Regions from separate parts of the Mus musculus genome. Here region 2 is linked to region 1. A link is a contact called in public Hi-C data. All regions are on one chromosome and are shown on one strand. The core of a region is the stretch at or near the end of the contact, and the rest is flanking DNA. Distances in the headings are between cores, read along the strand shown.

Evidence for each region. A called contact is a pair of places that touch in the nucleus more often than the background predicts.
Region 2: a contact with region 1 is called in a Hi-C map of stem cell-derived neural stem cells, with 5 times the contacts expected there. The contact joins two enhancer-like sites. A contact is called at or near these places in 1 of 39 promoter capture datasets (hippocampal neurons), 1 of 15 datasets of contacts at CTCF or cohesin (the NIH/3T3 cell line), 19 of 484 Hi-C or Micro-C datasets (the C2C12 cell line, cerebellum, cerebral cortex and 11 more), 4 of 115 datasets of contacts at active chromatin or transcription factors (astrocytes, embryonic forebrain, embryonic stem cells and 1 more) and 2 of 9 other capture datasets (adipose tissue and embryonic stem cells).

Annotation. Positions count from the first base shown.
Region 1 is chr2:31,191,117-31,196,015 of GRCm38.p6, reverse strand. It overlaps Gpr107 (G protein-coupled receptor 107), which reads right to left. Exons shown (of 18, transcript NM_178760.4): 14 at 4,126-4,169. Among named protein-coding and RNA genes, the nearest start is that of Gm22516, 3.9 kb to the right of the region's middle. Within about 2 kb of position 1,830, at least 8 of the 459 cell types and tissues checked have an H3K27ac peak or open chromatin away from gene starts, as enhancers often do. A contact at or near this core is called in stem cell-derived neural stem cells, where this site is marked.
Region 2 is chr2:31,481,256-31,486,012 of GRCm38.p6, reverse strand. The region is part of intron 5 of Ass1 (argininosuccinate synthetase 1); the gene reads right to left. Among named protein-coding and RNA genes, the nearest start is that of Ass1, 13 kb to the right of the region's middle. Within about 2 kb of position 2,867, at least 6 of the 459 cell types and tissues checked have an H3K27ac peak or open chromatin away from gene starts, as enhancers often do. A contact at or near this core is called in stem cell-derived neural stem cells, where this site is marked.

The DNA of each region.
Region 1 (4,899 bases), core at 581-3,080:
GAGAAAAGAGCTGCTTGTGGTGGTTTGAGTAAGAATGGCCCCCTAGGGTCTAGACTCTCACTCACTCTCACTCTCTCTCCCTCCTCCTCCTCCTCCTCCTCTCTCTCTCTCTCTCTCTCTCTCCCTCTCTCTCTCTCTCTCTCTCTCCAGGCTCTCACTCACTCTCTCACTCTCACTCTTTCTCCCTCCTCTCCCTCTCCCTCTCTCTCTCTCTCTCTCTCTCTCTTTAGATCAGGATGTAGCTCTCCAGCACCCTGCTGCCATGCCTGCCACCATGTCCCTTGCCATGATCAAACTGTAAGCAAGCCCCCAATTAAACACTGTCCTTTATAAGAGTTGTTGTGGCATGGTGTTTCTTCAAAGCAATAGATCAATAACTAAGACTGTACTAAAAATGGTCTATGAAGCCACTGTGACCTAAAGAGCCCCAAGACGGTATTGGAACCGTGTTCTATGGAGAGGTCGCTCAGAATGAGGCCATGCCTCCACCAGCCTGCAGCTCTCCCATCACCACATCTTTCTGAAGTGGATGTAAAATGGAAGGCTCTTTAGAATACTTCTCCTGCCTTTCCCTCAGGAACAGAAGGCAAGAAAGGATGACTAGAGGTAGGGCCCGTCAATCAAGTTATCAGCATGTCCCCAAGCCAGTGCTGTAAGACAGAGAGTTGGAGCAAGGAAGAATCCTGCAGGTTCCAGGGCCAAGCAGCCAGTAGATCTTGGCTGGAGCACAGAGAGCCACTGCACACTCTCTTATGAGACTCACCCAGGCGCCTCAAAGCTATGGACAGAGAGATGCTTCGGCAATGTGGTGGGAATGAAAAGGGCAGACTCAGGCAGCTGCTCCTTATCGCTTCCCTCTGGGCTTCTTCAAGTTCAGCCAAAGGGACTCGAGAGAGCAGGGGTACACACGAGCCCAACCAACATTCTCCAAAAGCCACGCTCAACAGCTCAACAGCATCTTCCCGCTTCCTCAGCCTCACTGCGCCTACACAAGCCGGAGTCATGGTGAAGGCCAGGGAACAAGGCAATAGAAGACGAAGTGGAGCACCAGGCTCCAGCTGACCCTGGGGCCTCCACACCCTCAACAGACTGAGGCTGGCTGTCCTAAGACAGGCAAGACCCACAGAGAGTGGCCAAGGGGCCGGAGGACCCACCACATACTAGGAACCAGCAGCCAGCGCCTGCCCCACAGGCAAGGCCACACTGTGGTGACACTGACCCTGGCCTGCTAGCCCAGTATGCTGATACCCATGCTTCTCTGGGGAACTTCCTCCATGGGAACATGGCTTCTTTGACTCTGGAAGTTGTTTTTCGAAGAACAGAGTAAAGTCCACACTTATGGGTCAGTTCAAAAACACCCTGTAGAGAAGAGTCCCCCATTCTGTCACTCGCCTTTCTTCTGGACAAGGGGTTCTGTGAGGGTGTAACTCCTAGGCTGGGATGCAAGATCATTTTTACAAATAGAGAAGTCACATACTGCCACCCAGTGGAAGGCAGAAGAACAGCCTCGTGTGACCCTGATCTATACACCCACAGTTCTCAAGCTGGAGGTCCTGACCCCATTGAGGGTTTAACACACAGGGGTCACCTAAGACCATCTGAAAACACAATTGTTTACATTACCATTCATTACAGTAACAAAATTAGTTATAAAGTAGCAAAAAAATCACTTTATGGTTGGGGTCACCACAACATGACAAACTGTATTAAGGAGTGGCAGCGTTAGGAAGGTTGAGAAAAAGATAACTTTTCTGCAGACTGTCTTCATTGCAGGACCTGCCGTGCTGTCTACCCAAGGCTAAGTTCTTTCTTGCCATCCTCAACCAAGAGCACTGTGGATGAATCATCACAGACCAATCTCCAGTCACACCCAGGACAAGATGGAGGACAAAGCAGGGACAGCAAAATGGGCAGAAGCTAGAATGACAAGTAGCGAAAGATGGTAAAAAAGGGCCAAAGGCCATCCCATCACCAGGGGACCACACAGCCTAGGAGACAATCAGGCAGAACTTTCCACTTGGGGAGCACTACCTCTAGGATATTAATTTAGAAACACCAAAACGTGCAAGGAGAAAGGTAGCATGAGACAGGAGGATCTCTGTGAGTTCCAGGGTAGTCAGTGAGACTGGTCTCAAAGAACAAAACCAAAACACAAAACCAAAAACACAAAAAGGGCTGGAGAGGTGGCTTAGCGGTTCTGAGCACTGGCTGCTCCCCCAGAGGACCTGGGTTCAATTCCCAGGACAGTACCACAGCTGTCTGTGAATTACTCATATGGAATATAGACTATATGCAGGCAGAACAATGCGCACATGAAATGAAGGAATGAAGGAACGAATGAATGAATGAATAAATAAAATCTCATCTTAATACACTGAGGACGGGCAGTGGTGGCGCACACCTTTAATCCCAGCACTTGGGAGGCAGAGGCAGTCGGATTTCTGAGTTCAAGGCCAGCCTGGTCTACAGAGTGAGTTCCAGGACAGCCAGGGCCACACAGAGAAACCCTGTCTCAAAAAATCAAATAATAATAATAATAAAACCCTGTAAAAAGCCCCTATGCATTAAGTTATAAAAGCAATGCCACCTTTTAATATAATGTACATACAACAACAATGGGCTCAAAACACTCCTGAACATAGCCAGGCAGGCTTTCTCCCAGACCAGGTGATTCCTAAGGCTCTCTTCTGCCCACTGCAGAGGGTGGCAAGGTTACAGGCCTGATGCCCAAACAAACTGCCTGTGCTCCAGCTGCTGAGGGTGTGATGCGGGGTGGTGGTGGGGGGAGGGGGTGCCAAAGCCCTTGGGAAGAAAGAAGAAGGAATGACAGGAAGTCTGAATCTCAGCACTAGAGAGAACCAAAGCTGGCCCTGAGCACGTGTGGAGGCCTCGACGGGCAGTGAGCGCCTCCTATACAGGGCTGCCCAGTGCTGCAGAAGCCTGGACAGTGTATGGGCTATTCTAGGCCCAAGCTGAACAGAACATAAATACCCAGTGAGCACAGTCAGGTCTTGAAGAGAACTGAACCCTCAAAGCCGGGAGTCCTGTGGACACAGCCGGGAGGACGGGCAGCTCAGTGGTAATGTCCACGTTGTACTTCATCTCAACACCAAACCCACTAAACAACCCCCAAAATAAAACAAAGTGATCTACGTTATCAAGCCTAGAAAATGATATATAGCTAGCGTGTTTTGTCTAAAATGAATCCATACTTTTCTAACAACAACTGCTCAGTGATGAAGTTCTGGGGTGCAGCTAGGGGAGCAATTTCATGTGTTCCAAGAGCTGTTCCCCACCCTGTGGGCCAGTCCGCAGACTGGTGTAGAGCAGAAACACATGGGTCATTCTCTGCTGGGCATCAGGTGCAAAGGCAAGCTCGCCTGCAGACATCAGAGCTCAGGGCTGGACACCAGGCAACACAGAGCTTTATTGGCCTGAGTCTCTCACTTTGGAGAAACACAGGCATGCACTGTGTTGCAGCAGCCAGAAGGAAGCCACACGCTGCCACCTCCACCCCCAGACCCAGTGTTCCCACAGCCCACTGCTCTCCGACCTTTCCCAGACTCCAACAGTCTCTCCTGAGACAAGACTTCCTATTGGATTTGGTTTTGAAAGGTGAAGATCTTTAATCTGAGCAGGCAGATGGACCTCTGAGTTTCAGGCCAGCCTGATCTACAGAGTGGGTTCTAGGACAGAGAAACCCTGTCTTGAAAAACAAAACAAGCCAGGCGTGGTGGCACACGCCTTTAATCCCAGCACTCGGGAGGCAGAGGCAGGCTGATTTCTGAGTGTGAGGCCAGCCTGGTCTACAGAGTGAGCTCCAGGACAGCCAGGGCTACACAGAGAAACCCTGTCTCAAAAAACCAAAAACCCAAAAAAAAAAAAAAAAAAAAGAAAAGAAAAACAGAACAAAATTTTTTAGTAATTAAGAAAATAAGTAAAGATCACAATGAAAATGGCCAGCAGAAGTGACCCATGGCTGTTGCCCCAGGCCTCCCTGTAACACAGCACCTGCTGCCCCCCAGAGTGTGTCCCAGCCCTGCCTCTCCTGTCCCCGATCCTGTCCCGGTGGTCAGGGTGAATGTCAGTGCAGCCCAAGGAGCACGGGGAGCAGCAGACACTTGCCTTTTCCATCTGTGGCGGAGGCTTCTTGTAAATGCCTGATTGACCTAAAAATAACCACGCGGAGACAAAGGTTAGTGGGCGAGCCTGCATTCGCTTCTATTTATGGCTCTAGAAGCTTGGGACCCAAGCCCCATTATAAACCAAAGTATCTGGACCAGATGACTAGACAGCCCCCTCCTTAAAACAAGAGACCAGTGTCAGTCCACCCTTGGCCTGGTGCTCAGGTTGGGGGGAGAGGACCTCTGCTGGCAGAATCAGGGCCAGCAGGAGGGGCGAGAGAAACAATTCTGCTCTCACTCCGCAGACTCCCCTGTCCCTCTGAAGACTAGCAGCACTGCTAGGCAGGGAAAGGACCCCAGAGAAAGTGACTGCTGATTCCTAGCAGCTGTGACGGTCTGGGGCTTGACACGAGCTCATTGCACTTGGTAAGATTCACAGACCTGGAAGAGGCCAGTCTCTAATAACTAATCACCACCATTATGGTCTAGACAGGGGACAGTAACATTATTAAAGGTGCCTTGGAGACAGGCACTGTGGTGCAGGCCTGCAATCCCAGCATTCAGGAGGCTGACACAGGAGGCCTGCTGAGAGTTCAAGACCACCCTGAGCTATGGTGAGCATCAGGCTGGACAGAGCTCCCCAGTGAATCCCTGCTCAAAGAACAAGACATAAAATCAGAAAGACTTGGAGCTGCAGGTACAGCTCACAGCCACAGGGGAAAGCCTGCATTGAGCAGACAGACAAGGACGTGCAAGGGAATCGAGCCAGGGATTC
Region 2 (4,757 bases), core at 1,618-4,117, 290 kb before region 1:
CTACACCCACAGAGTGGTGATTCCAGTTGTTCCCTGGGCCCCCGTTTCCCCAATTTTATAGTGCCTGTCTGGGGGCAGGGGCAGAACTAAGTCACCTAGAAGGGCCTTCTGCTTTCGGCCTCTCTCTACACAAACAGGAGACTGAGGCTCAGAAAGCCACAGTGTTACAAGGCAAACAGATGGGTGTCCCCTTGGGGCAGGGCTAGACCCCCAACCATGGGCCTCAGCACCCTTAGACACATCTCTTAGTCTGTATATGGCCATCCTGAGCACTCCCATAAGACAAGAGGAGAAGGGGCAGGGTGGGCACAGGCTGCCAGGGATGCCGTCTCCTCCGGGTTGCCCGTTCTGCCACTCACAGAGAGGGAGGCTCAGGCACTGTGAAATAATAGAGGCCCCTTTCGCCTACTGTGAAAACTGCATGGACGCAGCCAGGCAGCGGTGGGAATAACATGTTATTTTCCAGAGTCTTGTCAGGTGGTGTGGAAAGCCTGGTACCAGCCCCTCCCCAACGGAGCCAGGAGCTGTGGAGAGCTGCTGTCTGTAAGCCTCTCGGACACAGGGCACCACAGCCAACCCCTCTAGTCAGTCCCCACACTGGCTACCTCCTATTACTATCATAAGGGCAGTCACAGGGGCCAGGGGACTAGAGATGAGGAGCCCAGGGTCACACAGGCATCACATCCATCCTGAGCAGGCAGTGAGCTCATCTCCATGGGTAGGGCTGCCCACAGGGTGGGGCTGCGCTGTTCCCATCAAGGTGGGACACTGAGGCAGAGGTGTGGAGAGCAGCGTTTTCTCTGGGATCCACACACCAGAACATTCTAGCGCAAAGCTGACTCTTAGATTTTTGCTGTACATGGCCAAGTGCTACCTGGCCTGCCCACTCTTTCCCCACGGCTTCAAGTTTCGCCAACACAAAAGGCAGCCTGTGCCTCCCGAGCCAGGCCCGACTGGACTGGTGTCTGCTGACCCAGACACAGCAGGGGGATGGACACCCATCTGTTTAGAGAGAACCTGGAAAAGCTGGACAAACAGGCTTTCTTGATTCAAAGTCTGTCCCAGGCAAGAGCCTAGGGCCTCCGAGTTCCCTTTATCAACCCTGCAAGGGACTCCCGAGCCAGGGCAGCTCCTAGTAACATGCCTAGGTAGGGGATGGGGAGACGGACACTGTCAAGTCACACACATGTCCACACACACATGTGTACATTGCGTGTACCATGGTGAGCACCCATGGGAATGGGAGGGTAGGGAAGGGGGGGCACCTTCCATCTGCCCTGGGATAGCCCTGCAGATGGTGCCATTTACAAAAATACCCCTGCACCCCCGGTGTCTTCGGCTCACATTTCCAGTCTTTTCTTTCAAATCTAGAGGGTGGGGAACTCGTGCTCTGTGCATCTCACAGTGGAGCGACCAAGGATATGAAAGATGGCTTTGTAAATGATGCTCCCTGGTTTGGGCCGCTGGGAGGAGAGAGTGCCACCTTGTCCCTGGGCTGTTGCACAGGCTGTGCCTGCAGCCTGGGCTACACTGCCTTACAGTGTCATTGGCTAACTCTTGCCCTTCTTCCAGAATGTTTGACACATCCTGCCAGCGCCCCTGCTGGCTCAGTGTCTCTCAGTCCCACAGCGCCACCATCTGGCTGCACCATGGCCTGGCATACAAGAGTCATGGTGGACATGTAAAATCTCAGTGTTGGGGCTGGAGAGATGGATCAGCTATTAAGAGCACTTGCTGCTCTTGCAGAGGACACGAGTTCTTCTGCACCTACATGGTGGCTCACAACTATCCGTAACCCAGTTCCAAGGGATCCAATGCTTTCTTCTGACCTCTGTGGGTTAATTCACACATGTAGCACACACATCACCTAGGCACACACACAAACACACAAGATAGATAGATAGATAGATAGATAGATAGATAGATAGATAGATAATATTGTAAAGACTCCAAATAAGGAGAAGCTAAGGCAGAATGATGGCAAGTTCAAGACCAGCCTGGGGCACACAGTGAGACCACTGAAAACAAGGAGCCTGGCTAAGCCTTTAAATTCCAGCCTTCAGAAGACAGGCAGGGGCATCTGAGCTTTAGGCCAGGCTGGTCTACATAGCAAGTTCCGGGCTATAAGAACCACCCCAGGCCTTGGCTCCCAGACCATCCAGGTCAAGATAACTACAGGCATATCACCAACCTTCCGCAAAGGCCAGAGACTCAATCTTGAGGTTACCCAAGGCCCTCTCTGCTCTGACGTCCCAGTAGCCTGCGTACACCTTGGCTGTGGAGTCCCCCCTTCCTCAGCGGGACTTTGCCAATCTCTTGCTGGGACCTGCCTTCAGCATTTCCTCATCCCCCAGCCTGGCTCTGCCTCTCCGTCACCATCTCCACCATTCTCTTGGGACAACTGCTTCTCACATGTGCAGTCACCAGTGTGTGCTCCAGGCAGTCAGACACTGCATCTAAGTGCTGATCCCCAGCCTGGGCCCAGGACCTCTCCAGGTCTCCTCTCATTCCCCATTACTTAGATAGACACTGTCTCCTGGGACCGTGGGCTCAGGAAAGAGGTGGAGTGTGTGTCACTTGGAGCCATGTACATGTGGAGACAGGCATAGGAGTATCCCTAAGGACACACAGACCAGGGACAGCAGAGCCAAAGTGGTGCTGGCTCCTGGCGGTCTCCCTGGTCTTCTTGCTGCTCAGGGGCCCTGAGATATTTCAAGTTGGACGGTCTACCCTATAAAAAGTGGGGTCCTGCCAGACTCAATCAAAGCAGCTGTGGGACCCGTGTGGAAAGATCTAGAGCCCTGTGAGTGAAGCCCTGTAAAACTGCTGCAGTCATCAACATCATCATCTGGTGCCCATGCTTCCTCAAACATAAGCCTCTGGTGCCCTCTAGTGGCCATATATGCATATAGCACAGCGAGTAGCCACTGTACAGCAGCTAGCTGGCTTGTCTGTGGCTGGCTGGGCTCTGCCTCACTCAAGACAGAATCAAAAAGAAGTACAGCTCTTTGTTGTACCCAGCTGATTGCCATGGGATGGACCTTCAGAGTCCTGACTCCGGCTTCGGCCAGCATGCCTCCCAAGGTGGGGAGTTCACCGCTGCCAGTTCGGCTCATTTGGAAAGATGCAGTGCCTCAGAGGTTTATTCTGCCGACGCTTGTTCTTAATGACCTGTGTCCTCACCCATCTCCCAAATGGTCCAGGAGCTGGGTGTCAGTTTCACTTTCGATGGCGACACTGGGGCATGCTAGCAGAGCTGAGTGCACAACTCTGAGCCCCAGGTCTGACCTTCTTCCACCTTTGCCACCATGGCTGTCTTCGGGAAGGTGGTACACACTGGAGCCTCATTTGGTCTCCTAGCATGCAACTAAGCAGACTGGGTACCAGAGGAAACTCCTCCAGGGTGGGAAGATGGCTGACCAGTCTCCCCCATTTTACAGCTACTACTCAGGAGAGCTGCTGGCCAATATGCTTTGGGGGAGAACTGCCCAAGCTGGGCTCAGACTCTGCTGTCTCTCCCATAGCTACTCTGTGTCCTCATGGGCCATTTGTTGCCACAGCCTCTTGCCTGAGAGACACTGATCCCTGGTTCTGCACTAAGTCTACCTGTGTTCATCCCCAGAGTACAGACATCATGAAGACAGGGTAGTCTTTCTCCTGTCCCCTGCTCCAAAGCTCCTGGCCCCCGTCCTTCTGTAGTCTTATCAGGTGCCATTCTATTGGGCTTCCCAAGGGCATGCGATAGACTTAAGGGACTCAATTATGTCTGTGACCAGGAGGCACCCTACCCTTGACGCTCCTGCCACAAGCCAGCTGAACAGAATCTAAGACGATGAAGGTGCCCAAGCTTCCACAAACACCCAGTGCCATCCTGGTCATTGGCTATTTCTGGGACCACCCTCAGGTGAGCTCTTTGACGTCAGCCTTAGCTGCATGTCTCCTGTACCTGCATCATCACCAGCCCCATACAGCAAGGTGGTAAGCCTTGTGGGTTACGGGCGGCAGGATGGTTAGGCATGTCCTGTCTCAGACTGCTATCATGGCACCCACTAAATTTGATGGCCCACTCTTTGGAGTTATCAATGCAATTAGGAGCCCTGCCTATCCCCATGGGGTCCTCTTCAGCCTGTGTTGCACATGTGCTAAGGTGATCCTCAAAGCTAGGTGCCACGGCCAGGTGTGGTGGTATAACCCTTTAGTCCGAGAACTGGGGAGTCAGAGTCAGACAAATCTCTGAGTTTCGGGCTAGCCTGGTCTATAGAGAGATTTCCAGGACAGCCATGGCTATAGAGAGAGACACTGTCTTAAAAAAAAAAAAGAGTCAAGTCCCCAGATCTCTGAATGTGACTTTGTTTGGTCTTCACAGAAGGAGTGGATTTCAGAGAGGGCATTAAGGTGTCTGTTATCTGGGAAGGCAGCTTTCAAGGAAAGGAGATAGGAACAGACATCACAAAGACACCGGAGCACCACTGAGGCCTCTACAAGCAAAGGAACAAGTCCCTGGGGCTGCTGGGAGGGCAGTTTCAAACACAGCCCTCTGGGCCTTTGGAAGGAGCAGGCTATACGGTGTCCTTAGAATCCTGGCTCTCCAACTCTTTTTAGCTCTTTGTATTTTATCCCATGGTGACATATGCTGTGACTTTATCTGGGGCATGTGTAACCTGGTCTACCAAGCAGGTGACAAGGCTTCCACTGGGAGCCCAGCACAGACGATTCAGCATGCAGATGGAAGGGACCACCATTGTTCAGGCAGCCCA